2 separate regions of the Mus musculus genome follow, and region 2 is linked to region 1. A link is a contact called in public HiChIP or PLAC-seq data. All regions are on one chromosome and are shown on one strand. Each heading gives the region's core, a stretch centred on a gene start, on an enhancer-like site or on the middle of the called end of the contact. The rest is flanking DNA. Distances are from core to core; before and after follow the strand shown. Region 1 overlaps Trp53bp1 (transformation related protein 53 binding protein 1). Region 2 holds the start of Ckmt1 (creatine kinase, mitochondrial 1, ubiquitous).

Evidence for each region. HiChIP or PLAC-seq counts read pairs in DNA pulled down with a chosen protein or histone mark.
Region 2: an H3K4me3 HiChIP or PLAC-seq map of embryonic stem cells shows a contact between it and region 1, with 28 read pairs. The contact joins the promoter of Ckmt1 here to the enhancer-like site in region 1. A contact is called at or near these places in 9 of 39 promoter capture datasets (the HPC-7 cell line, cancer-associated fibroblasts, cranial neural crest and 5 more), 23 of 484 Hi-C or Micro-C datasets (the C2C12 cell line, the MC3T3-E1 cell line, MC3T3-E1-derived osteoblasts and 12 more), 8 of 115 datasets of contacts at active chromatin or transcription factors (bone marrow-derived macrophages, embryonic stem cells and stem cell-derived neural progenitor cells) and 5 of 9 other capture datasets (adipose tissue, embryonic stem cells, liver and 2 more).

Annotation. Positions count from the first base shown.
Region 1 is chr2:121,216,077-121,222,965 of GRCm38.p6, reverse strand. Trp53bp1 (transformation related protein 53 binding protein 1) reads left to right here. Exons shown (of 28, transcript NM_013735.4): 16 at 1,716-1,808; 17 at 6,795-6,889. Among named protein-coding and RNA genes, the nearest start is that of Tubgcp4, 48 kb to the right of the region's middle. Within about 2 kb of position 2,780, at least 19 of the 459 cell types and tissues checked have an H3K27ac peak or open chromatin away from gene starts, as enhancers often do. A contact at or near this core is called in embryonic stem cells, where this site is marked.
Region 2 is chr2:121,353,126-121,360,075 of GRCm38.p6, reverse strand. Ckmt1 (creatine kinase, mitochondrial 1, ubiquitous) reads right to left here and starts at 1,466. Exons shown (of 9, transcript NM_009897.3): 1 at 1,075-1,466; 2 at 299-497; 3 at 36-131. The coding sequence starts at 1,226. Gm33947 (a long non-coding RNA gene) reads left to right here and starts at 1,257. Exons shown (of 2, transcript XR_374934.4): 1 at 1,257-1,894; 2 at 2,161-2,261. It also overlaps a transcript of Ppip5k1 not described here.

The DNA.
Region 1 (6,889 bases), core at 1,531-4,030:
GAGGACTGTCGTTCAGCCCCTACTATGACAAATAAGTGATGCTTTAAAAAGAAAGGATTCAAGCTTATTATTGCCAAATCTTTAAAAATTTGAAGAGAATTTTAAATTTTTTAAAAAACATAAAGTGCCTACTGACTATAAATGACCCTCTTTGTGCCTTCTGAACTGTTGGGGAGAATATAGGGAGGGACGATGAGGAAAAAGTAAAGGATGGCGGGTTATGGGAAAAGGTGGAAGTCATTGGTATTGCCACGAAGCAGTTCTTTTTAAATTTAAAAATCTATGCTTAAGACTTCTGTTAATTTTTTTGACCTTTGGGTTCATATTAAGAAGTTATTGAGCCGGGCGTGGTGGCTCACGCCTTTAATCCCAGCACTCAGGAGGCAGAGGCAGGCGGATTTCTGAGTTTGAGGCCAGCCTGGTCTACAAAGTGAGTTCCAGGACAGCCAGGGCTATACAGAGAAACCCTGTCTCGAAAAACAAAACAAACAAACAAACAAAAAAGAAGTTATTGAAAGAGGATGGAGACTTGGCTCGGTGGCTAAGAGCACTGGATGTTCTTCAGAGGATCTGGGTTCAGTTCCCAGAACCCACATGGCATGCAGCTCACAGCTATCTGTAATTCCCGTCCCAGCGGTCTGATGCCTTCATCTGGCCTCTTTGAGTTTCAGGCATTTGTGTGGTACAGAGACATACATACAGGCAAAATACCTGTATACCTGAAAAGGTAAAATTAAAAACAAACTATTAGTAAAATAAGACATTTCAAATGAGATTTGTATTGTAAATGGTTGCTGCACTCTCTGCATTTAGGTAAAGTATTGCGTGTCCATGAAAGACCCCTGGACTCTGTTCAGAGCACTTGATGCCATCTTAGTTTTTTAGTCATTTTACTGTGGGAAGACAACAGTAGAGAGTAGTGTAATATGGACAACCGTATTGTAAGTGGCCAGTCCTCTTTGATTATAAAATCTTGGAGTTCCCCCCCTTCCACTAGTGGGTTATTTTGAAGGAGATTCTATTTCATACCATTTTATGTAATTATTTCAAGCCCTAAAAGATAAAGACTCTTATTTTAAATTAAGCAGTTGTTACTATACTTTTGACAACAGTGATTTCTTAATGCTATCAAGTATTTGGTGTTATCAAGATCCCAAATCTAAAACCCCATTCAATTCATATATTTAACTTTGTTTGCTTTTAAATCAAAATTCCTCTTTTTTGTTCCTCTTCCAAGTTACCTTCTAAAGGGACTAGATTGTTCATCTTATTTATTTCTGATTTTTTTCTCTTTATATCCTTTTCGTCTTTAGAGTCTCTCCAGTGACCTCACTGAAGGTTTTTACTGTGTGTTTTGCCTGCATCTGTGTGCCTGTACCTCACATGTGCCTGGTGCCATGGAGGCCAGAAGAGGGTGTCACACACTCTGGAACTGGAGTTACAGATGGTTCTGAGTTGTCACGTGGGTGCTGGGAATGGAACCTAGGGCCTTTGGAAGAGCAGCCAGTGCTCACAACTGCAGAGATACCTCTTTAGTTCCTATACTGAGAGATTTTTATTGTGCTAATTTGAAACATATCAAAGAGTTGGCTTTTGGGGTTTATGTAGGTTGGCATTTGGGATGCCAAGGAACTCTATGTCTAAATAGAGTGATCTCCAGAGATACTTTACCATTTGAAATTCATAAGATGCATTGCTTTAATGTATTATGTTAGTCTCCAGAAGCCGGTGCCTGTGTTTGGCTGCATCTATGAAGCCCAGCAAGAGAAGGAGGCTCAAAGTGAGGCTCCTCCCTCTGCACCCGACAGGTAAACATTTTGCTTTTCTTTTTTGGGGATGAGGTTTCATTTTGTAGCCCTGGCTGGCCTTGAACTTACAGAGTTCAACTTGTTGAAGTTGAACTTACCTGCCTCTGCCTCCTGAGTGCTGTGATTAAAGGCTTGTGCCATACTGTCTGGTGTATTTTCTGCAGCATTGATTCATTGCATGGCTGATTCCATTTCATGGTATTGATTGACACTGTTGTGTGAAGTTGGCTGTTTATGTATTTTACTTGCTATGCTGCTAGATGTTGTTTTGCCCAGGCTTGCCCTAGCTTCTGGGCTTAAGCATTGCTCGTCCGTTAGCTTCCTGAGCAGGTGAGACCACAGCTGCATGACTTTGTTTGTTTAGTTTTATCGAGATAATATTTTTCTGTGTAGCCCTGGCTATCCTGGAACTTGCTCTGTAGACCGGGTTGGCCTTGAACTCATAGATCTGAAAGGCATCATATCTGGTTATTTATTTGTTTGTTTGTTTTTTTATATTTATTTTTAAAGATAAATATTCTTTTGTAATTTTATATTATAAAAATTTACTTTCATTACAACTGAATTTGTAATGTAAAATGAATTTTGTAATTCATTTGTAATGTGTTCTTTTGTGTGAGTATATATGTGAGAGGCTGCAGTGTGCTCTCCATCCACTAGAGCAGTATGCACCCTTACCCCCACCCCGCACCCACCGCCCCTGTTGTTTCTTTGGTCCTCCTTCAGTCTTTCAGTGCCTCTCGCTGAGCCTGGAGCTCCTCATGTTCCCACCATTTCCCTACAAGCACAGAGATTACTAACACAGGCTTGTTAACCACACCTAAGTGTTTACAACTACATTTTAGTATTGATCATTTGTCAAGTGCTTCTAGGAGAATGAGAAGTACCAAATTCCTGATGTTTGGTAGTAATCTGCTAACCCTGCCAGTATTGTAATGAGTCACTGTCACCCCACCCAGAACTTTTTGAGTCATGGTCTCACTCTGGCCCTGGCCTAGCCTGGAACTCACTATGTAGATTATGCTGACCTCAGACAGATCTACCTCATTCTTCTGGGATTGAAGGAGTGCTCCACCAGTCCTGCCCATCACTTTTGGTCTTTTTTTTGTTTTTGTTTATTTGTTTTTTTGAGACAGGTTATCCCTGGCTGTCTGGGAACTGACTTTGTAGACCGAGCTGGCCTTGAACTCAGAAATCCTTCTCCTGAATGCTGGGATTAAAGGCGTGCGCCACCACGCCCAGCTCACTTTTGGTCTTTAAAGAATAACAGTTCTGATTAATTCTTTAGAAACAGGGTTGGGATTGGTGAGGGGGAAATCTTAATATCCTTTTAGTCTTTTAGAAAAAAAAAATCTCAAACAAAACATAACTTTGCTTTAGAAATAAAGTTATATCCACGGCCTCTACCCTGAATAAATAGTTTCTGGGGTGTTTTAGTTTTTGGACCACAATAAGGCTGGGTACAAGTGCACTTACAGTTGACAGTGTCAGGACAACAGTTCCTTCATCATGTGATGGCGTCCCAAAGCTCTCGCCTCTCAGTGCAGCTCTGTGGGCTGTTGGGCTTTATGAGTTTTGCAGGCTCAGCTTCATTCTGTGGTGTGAGGTAAATGTACATAAGGATGGAAAACAGTTGTAGTCTTGACATTAGCTTTTGAGTCCTGGCAGCCTGCATGGCAGCTTGTTTGCTTGTGTGTTGTCTTAAAGCTTAAGATGAATCTGGAGGTGGGTTGTTTCATTATTGCTTTGTTTTGTGCAGCTGGGAGTGCTTATGTGTCTGCTGAGCTCAGCACTTTCACACTTTATGGTAATTCATAGATCATGAAGATTTAACTGCTATTCATGGATTTCCTTGTAGTGTGTTCTGTCCTTGCTCTTAGTGGCCTGTGCATTCAGCCAATGTTCCTGACAAATAGGACATGCTCCAACAACTAAGATGCTCCTTTTAGGTGGAAGGCTGTTCAAGCCCATTGCCTGTTAGAGCTGAGTGCAGAGACCTGCAGAACTCACTGCCCAAGCAGGGCGAGCCCTAACAAACTCTGCTCACCTGGGCGACTTAGCTTTGTTTTTCTCTGGTCAAACAACGTGACAATCGCCATGATTTCTAAGCTCCTTGGATCTGTTCTTCAGGGCCAGGACATTGTAGACTCAAAATGGACTTTTATTTGCTTGTTTGTTTTAAAAAGCCTTAGTCTGTAGCTCAGACAGACCTAGAATTCAGTTGTGACACCCAAGGCAGCCCTTGAAGGTTCTGCAATCCTCCTGCCTCAGAATTCCTAAGGGCTGGGATTACAGGTGTGATTACCTGGTCATTTATTTCACTTTTTTCTGTCTATTTACATTTGACATAGCCTTGAAATGCATTCATTTATGTTTATTTAATATGGTAGTAGCGTACTGATTTTTGTAGTTTATTGATTTATGGAATATCCATTCTTTTGTTTAAAGTGCAAATATTAAGCACCTTTGTCACAGTTAACTTTAGATACCAACTTGATACAAACTTAAGGTCACCTGGAAAGGGGACTCAACTCAAGAACTGCTGAGATTAGGTTGGTCTGGGGCCATGCCTGTGAGGCATTTTCTTAATTGTAATGCATGGAGGAGGGCCTGTGGGTGGGAACATTTCTAGGCAGGTGGGCCTGAGCTGTATAAAAAAGGTGGCTTAGGCAACCCAGAGGAAGCAAGCCAACAGCATTCCTCCAAGGTCTGCCATTAGTTCCTGCCCTGGCTTTCCTTGTCAGTGGACTGTAACCTGTAAGCCAAACAAAGGTAACTTCATTCTATCAAGCTTTATGTTAAGCATTTCAGATAGAAAGATAAGGCAGATTTGTGTGTAGCCTGCTTAGAGATAGTCTGCATTTCTTACTCTAGAGAACTCTTAGCATGTAAAGCCTCCAGTCATTTTGGAAGCTATATATATTTGGCTTAGAGGCAGTACCTACCTAATGCTTATATGATAAATAAGTCAGAAGAGGGGACCTCAGCTGAGGAACTGCCTCCATTAGATGGCCTGTAGGCAAGTCTGTGATTCATTGTGGAAGGGCCCCCAGCTCACAGTGGGTGGTGCTCCTAAGCAAGTGGTCCTGGGTTCTGTAAGAAATGGGGCTGAGAAAGCCAAGGGGAGCAAGCACTAAGCAGCATTCCTTCTCAGGTCTTTGCTTTGGTTTCTGTTTCCAGTTTCTGCTACCAGTTCCTGCCCTGTTTTCCCTTGATGGACGGTAATTTGTAGGCCAGATAAACTCTTTCCTCCCAAGTTGTCTCTTTTTTTTTTTTTTCTTTTGAAAATTTTTTTTTAAAGATTTGAGTACATTTTTGCTATCTTCAGACACACCAGAAGAGGGCACAAGATCCCATTACAGATTGTTGTGAGCCACCATGTGGTTGCTGGGAATTGAACTCGGGACCTCTGGAAGAGCAGTCAGTAACCGCCGAGCCATCTCTCCAGCCCACTAAGTTGTCTTTAGTCATGGTTTTTATCACAGCAATAGAAACCCAATTAAGACACACTGGTTCTTAATTCCCACAAATGGGAAATTAATGAACAGCTGGGGCCATATCTTAAGTAATGTCTTATGGTTTTTCTGAGGTGTTTAGGTATCAATATAGCCAGGAAGGTCAGCCCTGACACACTGGACACACGCTGTGATCACCAAATGGCCTTCTGGCCTGGAAAGACCTTCCCTGTAACTTTCTTCCTTGAAGATTATATGTCTCCTCCTCCCAAATTACTGTTCAGGTGGGAGCAGACCACGTGCATAGTGTCCGGGTCAGTCAAGAAGGTTGGAGCGTTCGTCAAACCAAACGAGACGCATCAGTGACTGATCGGCTTCTTCTTGTTTTCTCTTCTTTTTTCTTTCTGTTTCTCTCTCTCTCTCTTTTTTTTTTTCCTTTTTTCTTTTTTTCTTATTCTTTTGGAGACCGAGTCTCACTTTCTACCCCTGGCTGTCTTGGAATTCACAATGTAGATCAGGCTGGACTGGCACTCACCGTGGTTGGCCTGCCTCTGCATCCTGAGTGTAGCAGTTAAGCTTTGGAAGTGGATTGCTGAGCTGCCTTGGATGGCTCGGGGTTTATAGGGTTTACCTCTTGTTACTGACCTCGTTCCTGTGTGTGCTGTTGGAGTTGTCTTAGTCCATTGAGTGCGTTGTTGTGTTGTTGTGTTGCTGAGGACAGAGCCCAAGCCATGAGGAGGGGGTTAATTCGCTCACTGCTGTGCTCGAGGATTAAGGGTGATGACTGTCTTGTCTTTGTTGTTTTTGTTTTTGTTTTTGTTTTTTTTTTTTCTTTTTCATTTTTCCAAAGCAGGGTTTCTCTGTGTAGCCCTGGCTTTCCTGTAACTCACTCTGTAGACCAGGCTGGCCTAGAATTCAAGAGATCCACCTGCTTCTGCCTCCTGAGTTCTGGTATCAAAAGCGTGCACCACCACCGCCTGGCCAGTGAAGACTTTCTTAATGGTGGATTCCCAAGTCAATGTAAGCCATCACATTTAAGAGAGAGAATATGTGTGGCTTTCTTTTGAGACAGGCTCTCATTATACATATTGAGATATATTCTGGCTGGCCTGGAATTCTCTAGTGACCCAGGCTGGCCTCAAACTCCTAGAGATCTACTTGCTTTTGCCTCCTGAGTGCTGGGATTAAGGTGTGCACCATCACACCTCACAGATCTTTTTTATGAAGCTACCAGGATTTATTCATAAATGCCCTACCCCAGTGACCTTGTTAGATCTTAATTACTTCCCAAAGGCAACTCTAAAATACTGTACACAATTGGATCTAGCTTTTATCCTTTTAATATCACAATGGGGATTATTTTATTTTTATTATGTTTTGAGACAGTTTTGCTTTATAGCTTTAGTTGTTCTTGAATCCATGCTCTCCAGCCTCCTGAGTACTAGGATTATAGACATTATAGACCACCACACTGCCTTAGAGGAATAAACTGCATTCAAACCATGACATGTGGTGTCTTTGTCATTTTCAGGGCGAATTTGCTCCATTTTCCAAGTGCTCAAGAAGAAGACAAAGAAAGACCAGATGTTACCCCAAAACTCAGGCAGAGTGAACAGCCTGTGAAGC
Region 2 (6,950 bases), core at 217-2,716, 140 kb before region 1:
GGCTGCACATATCGGAAGTGTCACATTTGGCTCACTTTACTGGCATCAAGGTCAGTGGTGTGCTTCATTGTTCTGGGGTCATATCCATTATGCCGCTCTTGGATCACAGGGTCAAACAGTTCAGCAAATACCTGAAAAGGAGTTAAGAGGAAGAGGCGATTATAAAGAAGAAACACTTGAGTTGTAGATTGATATCACTGGATCAGAACGTTTGAGTATAGACAATCCAGAGTCTTGAGGGAACAGACATGAGGGATCTTTAGGAGGAAGGAACTGGGATTTCTGAGGGGCCCCCTACCTCATAGGTCTCCTCATCTCCAGCCACCATGCCCACAGTCTTGATGAAGGGGTGGCCAGGGTTGTCCACTCCAGTCTGGATGCACTGATCTAGTGTCCAACCAGTGGGTGTGGTCTTGTCGCAGAGCCGTGCATAGACTGCTGGGGTCAGGTGACTGGCCATGCAGTTGTTGTGCTTTCGGAGGTCTGGGTACTCAGCGCTGGGAAGGGGGTACCCAGTAACCATGGAGGGAGGGCACAGGAGCCTAGACCTACTGATGTCAGCTGGGAGCTGTCCAGTGAGCCATGTCTGGCTTTGCTTATTGGAAGGAGGGGGAATTAGAGGTAGGCTAAATCTTGATAATCTCTTCAGGGATTTCCAGGGTCTTTTCTTTCCTAATAGTTCTAACACCTCAATTCCCCCTTGTCTACAGAGTTGCTTTTCTCTAGTGAGCATAACATTAGAGATGGGGGAGGGGAGAGACTCAGGAGAATTCGGGAGAACAAGGAGAATAGGTCGAGATTAAAAAAAAAAAAAAAAGCTTCTAGTCATCCAAAAAGGATTTGGGCAGTGGGTGAACCTAGAATTTGCAAAGGTAAAGCTGGTGTGGAGGCAGTGACATCGGGTGACATGTCCTTAGACATGTTCTTCCATTACAGGGCTAGGATCTCCAAACTGTACAGGAAATCCATCTTCGAGGCCTATCTTTTGCTCAGGTTATCCTCTCTACCTGTTCGGTTCCCATCACCACCACTACCACCCCCAGCCCCCACCTCGTGCATCTCAGGCTCTAATACCTCGGGGGATACAGTCTCCTCCGTTCAGCAGCGGCAGCTCCTACAGATTCCGGGCGGAGCAGAATCCCGGCGGTGAGAGACCCAGCTCCAGCCAAAGCCAGGAGCCTGAGTCCAGGGCGGGCAGACAGCAGACGGGAGAAGGGACCAGCCATGGCTTGGGGATGCGGCTACAAAGATTCAGAGCAGGATCTGGCGCAAGTCAGGAACTAGGAGGGAAGATGCAACCGGGTAGAGAGAGGACGGAGCTGGGTCGGAGACTGGAGCCAAAATAGGGGTCACGATGAAGGCTGAAGCTGAAGTGGCAGCCGGTGCCTACCAGGCTGCAGGAGAAGCGCAGCGAAGCAAGGAGCCAGCCAGAGCAGAGGGAGGCCCCAGCCGCAGTCTCCAGGGGTGGGGCTCACTCAGGCTCCGCCTTCCCGCCTGCCACCGCGCTAGGTGTGCGGGGGTGGGGTTGGGTAGCACTAGCCAGGTAATTAAGAAGACCGGAGATTTACTCCCTGAGGCTGGAGACAGACGCCCACCAAGGATGAGGGTGGTCAGATTTCAGCACTAAGTAGAGGACAGCACCACAGGGATTCCCGAACCTGAAACCCCCCTTCTTTCATACCCTCTCTGTTTAAATCTGAAACCCAATCCGTCTATTTTCTGGGTTTTAGGGGTGGGGGTGGGGAGGTTGACATTGCCCAGCCTCTTTTCTGAATTCGATCTGCACGCCATCTCTCCATTTTCCCCAGGAGAGTCAGCCGCAGGAAAACCACAGAATAAACAGATAGAGGAGGAAGACTGAGCGAGCTCAGGGGAAAGACAGCACAGCCTCAAGGTCACCTTCCCCTAAGAACCAGGAAGAGCACCAGGGAACTCCCAGCTACACCTATGCTTTCCTAATAAGATTGAGAAAGGATCCCTTAAGAATCAGAAAGCTATTGGCTCTTATCCTGTCTATTCTGTCTCCCAAACTCACTGCCTCCAAGTCTTCAGCTTGGCTATTTCCTGCCTCTCATTGGGGACCTGCTTTTTTTTTCTTTTTTTCCTCTACTCTAACCCCTGCTTCACCTTTGATCTTTTATTTCTCTTCTTCTTTTCCAGGCTTAAATCTGTTTGCTGTTCGAAGGACTCTTCCTGAGTAGTGTCTGAAAGCCTACCTGTTGATTGCTCTGGGTGTGGGGCTGGGGTTGGGCAGGGAATGGTGAGTTTCTTCTTCCTTCTCTTCCTTCTTCTCTGCAGCTGGCAGTTCCTGGACTGGAGGGGGAATATAAAGAGAGGAGGAGGGTGTGGTGAGATGACTGGGTGTGGAATGGAACAGGCAGGCACAGGTCTCCCGAACCACTCGTGCTTCCTCTCTTGGCTTGCTAAGGCAGTTTAATCTGGAGTGTGAAGGCTGGTAGTATCCAAGGGCATAAGGTCATCAGGGAGTCTCTGTCTTCTTCCTGGTCCGCTCTCTCTTTTGCGAAGTGCATACTCAGACTCAAGAGGGTTTGTTTCCACAGCTACGTGCTGGGCTAGGAGCAACTTGACTTTTATTAGTGCAGGAAGGGGAATGAAAGCTGAAGCTGAGATAGAGACCTGAGGTTTGGGTGCGGAGGGCCAGCCAAAGCAAAGCAGACATATTGCCATTAATATGTCTACCTTCAGCTTCCTGATGTTCCAGAAGACAGTAAGATATTTGGAAGTTGTAAGAAAGTACTTGGGAAAAAGAATTACCCTTCATAATCCCCACTGGCCCAACTAATATACATTCCTTTATTTCCCTCAAGTCCCCACCCCATATGTCTCCTTTCTGACCTTTCTCATTGGTGAGTATCCTTAGAAAGAATCCATTTCACTTTTGGCTCCATTACTTAAGCCTCTTCTCTTGGTAAAATAACACATTTTCCAAGAATAGAGATCTACTGGTGGAACTTCCTTATTTTTGGAGAGGGAAAAAAAATGTTACCTGTGCTGTGGGTGTTCATTATCCAGGTTAAGGAGTAGGTATGAGTAAGTGAATATAATTACTTGGGATGGTGTATATTTACCCAGATAAAAGGAGGAGATAGTCTTCGAGAGCAATTGGGCTATTATTTGGCTGAGAAGGTGTTCAGGAGGTGGGGTGTGGGAAGAGAGGCTAACAGAAGAAGTAAAGGCAGCCAGGGTACAGAGAAGTCATTCAAATTTGGAAAATGCCTTCCTATGGGAAACAATAGCTCTTCCAAGAGGGCTCATCGATTTGTGCACTTTTTAAATTCTTTGTGAGGCTCAGTATGCCAGTGGGGTCGCTGGAGGCTGTTTACAGCTGGGAGCTGCGGTAATTACTCGCTCCCAGGGTTGGAGTGGTAGAAGAGGAATGAGTCTGAGCCCTAACTATCACTGATTCTTTGTAGATTCTGCTCTTAGAATCTATCTCTATCAATTCAGGAAGCCTGGGGCAGAGGTTTCAGTAAGATGAGGCATCTAACTAGGACAATTCCTAGGTTCCCAAAATTATAGAGAACAAATGGGGGCACTCAAACTCCTAAATGAAGATTCAAGGTCAACAGTAACATATGCGTAAATAATGCTTTCATATCATCAGTATCATCAATTCTTTTTCGATAAGAAATGTTCTTTACTGGCTCATGTATTGGGGTTTGGTTAATTACCAGCTATTGCAAAAAGCTCAAAAGGGCTCTACTCTAATTAATGGATTTATCCCTTGATGAATTCATAATGTGATAAGATTATTGGGACATGCTGAAAGGGAGGATGTGAGGCTTAGTTGGAGAAAGTGGGTCCCTTTGAGCATGCCTTGGACAATACATCTGCCCTTTGCCCATTCCTCCCTCTTTGCTTGCTGTCAGCCAACAAGCAAGTGGCTTTTACCCAGCCACCATTTATGTTCTGCCTCTCCTCGTGGCCCAAGCAATGGAGCTAAGGAGCAAAACTCCTGAAACCCTGGACCAAAATAAATCTCTTTCCCCTTAAATTTTCTCAAGCACTTTGTCACAAGCAGCAGCACTGTGTATGTATATTAAGTATTTAGTTCCACCCTTACAAATAAGCAGAGTGGAGCCTCTGGGAAGTCAAGTGACTTTCCCAAGGCTACGAGGTTTTAAAGATAAGAGGAGGATTCAAACCCAGCGTTTCAGATTCCAAGGCTAGAGAACAGAGAAGAAGCAGGATGTGGAGACAGAATCCAGTTTTCTCAGTTTTCCTTGCCCACCGTTTTCTTGTATCTTTTACAAATTAGTTTCTTTATTCCTCCCCTTAACTTCTATCTGCTTCTCTGTTTGTTTATGCGTTTGTCTCCAGCATCCCTAGCGATTCTCAGCTATGTCTATATTTTCAGCTTATGTCTATCTTTAATCACACTTTGTTTTGCTTTACAGGAAAAAAAGACTCGGTTTCCCCCCCCGCCTGGAGGAGGTGCAACGTCACAAACTTTGCCTCTTCTCCCCGTGTCTCCATTCCATTGGTCTCGCTGGTTAGTCTTTCTAGAGACCAAGGTTGTGGACTGGCAGGCAACGCAGTAGGAAATCAAGAGGCAGAGCAGCATCAGGTTGCATTCCCCCGTGCGGCCACTAGGAGCCACCCTCCTCCATTCTGAGGCTCCGGCCAACGCAGCCTGACTGTTGCCGGTGCGCGCCCTCTGCGGATTGGCGGGACCGCAAAGAAGTCGCGCTTTGATTGGGCCGCTGTCAGGTGTCGCTGCCGGCAGGTTCGGCTGCGCGAGCGGAGGGAGGCGGGTGAGTGCGGGCCGGGGGCGGTGGGGGAGTGGCTGGGGCTGGGGGCGGTATCGGGAAGGGTGGGCTCGGCGAGGGGCTCGGCCTGCGCTCGGGGCCGTGGGTAGTCCCGGGTGGGGACAGCTTCGGAGTGGCGCAGCCGGGAGGCCTCAATGTCAGCGTAGGGAGAGCGAGGCGGGGACGGCGGGGGCGGGCAGAAGCGAGTGCAGTCTGGATGGGAGGGCGGGATTCGTGACCCGGCGCCGAGAGAGAGAGGACGGCCGAGGGGGTCAGTGGGAGAGCAGACGGGTGTGGAGGGGTCCAAGGGAGTAATAAGGAGAACCTGGGAAGATGGAAGGCTTGCAGGGGCAGAGCTGGGGACTCTGGGAGGAGGAGAGGGACTGGGTTGTAGGGGAGGGGGCCGAGGTAGAGGGTCGTGCGCTAGAAGCCGTGGGAAGGAAGGTCCAGCGGGGCTGGATGTAGGGGAGGTGAGGGAAGGAACTGGCTGGCCGGGGAGAGGGTTTGCTGAATGCTGGGGTTACGGTGGAGAGGAGGTGAACCTCCTGGAAGGCTAGTGTGAGGAAGGAACGGCCCTCGGGCGCTATAGGGGATCATTAAGTGTTTATCATTAACGGAAAGATGCTACCAAGTGTACCTTGGAGGCTGAAGCAAGAGGATTCTGAGTTCAAGGCTATCTTGAGCTACATAGATTCTGTCTTTTAAAAAAAGTGTTAACAAGGGTGATGACTCATGTGCAGGTTTGAAGTGTTGTTTACTTCTGGGAGTCACTGAGTGGGAAAATCGGCTGGATTCATTGCATTAATTAGTGATTGGGGTGCAGCAGTCAGGTTGGGGAGTAAGGCTAGTGGAGTCAGTGAAGAGCCATTATCACAGGCGGGGAGAGAGGGTAGGATGAGTGAGCTGATAGTGAGAAGAAGCAGCAAACTCGTGTCAGAATAAGGAATATGTCGGAAACATAAAAACTTGCCCTAGGAAGGAAGTGGAAGCAGGCAGAACGGTTCATGCCTGTAATCCCAACACTTGAGAGACTGAGTTTGAGGTCAAGTCTGAGCTACGGAGTGAGACCTTGCCTCAAAATAACCAGTAAAAAAGAGGCGCACAGGCTTGGGGGTTCACTTTTGAAGGTGGGAAAGTCTAATATTGGTAGTGCTGTGAGAAGTAAATAGTTTTATTTACCATTGTTGGAGCCTCTCTCAAATGCAAGGTGATTCCAGAAAAGTAGAGAACTATGTGAGTGTTCTCAATCCTAAGAGCTAAAGCAGTCACAGTTCAACCTTGCTGGATACCCTTCTTTAGGTCTGATGTAGTATCCATGTTCCCTACATTGCCTCCTTGCCCCCCCCCAAGCCCTTCCCTCTTTTCCTTCCACAGTAAGACTGCCCTTTAGCCCAGTGTAGAATTCTTATGCAACAAAGTTTGAGGAGACGATAAAGGGGAAAGAACACAGAAAGCAGAAAAGTGGTTTTGGGAACATCACATTAAAACCCTAGCTTGTCCCAGAAGTGCATCCACGTAAGCCCTGGCCCTGTCATAGCTATTCCTGTCAGGCTTCTATTTTTGCTTTGTTAACTTGGAATTTGGACCTTCGTCTTCCTTCAGTCTATGTTTGAGAACAGACTTCTCCATCCGGTTATTTCCCATTACAGAGTTGTAATAGAATTCCAAGAATATGGCTGGATATTGTTTAAAACCAAAAACAAAACAACAAAGCAGGGAAGACTCAGAGGGCAACGGGGTGAGGAATCTTAGACAAGAGGAGGACTCCTGCTCTAGAAAAAGACAAAGAGTGTGGTGAAATTCTAAGTGAGGAAGTTGTGAGATATCTTTGGGAATGCCACGGTTAGGTCACTGAAAGGGAATTCAGAGAAATGGTCCGTCAGTCAGGAGGAGCGCGTGTGTGCAGGCTGCACCAGAGAAATGGTCCGTCAGTCAGGAGGAGTGCGTGTGTGCAGGCTGCAGTGCATAACTGGAGAAGCTGGAGCTGCGTAGAGGAATGTGCTGGGCTTGTGGTGGTTGAGCAATAGGCATCAGATGATGAGGACCGAGAAGACTGAAGTCTACATGAAGGTCATTTACAGTTTTCTAATCAAAGCTGCAACCCTATCATCATGGAAGAACTTTAAATTAAAACACAGAAATTATTGAAGGCTTTATAACTCTGTAGCAAGTTAATTTAAT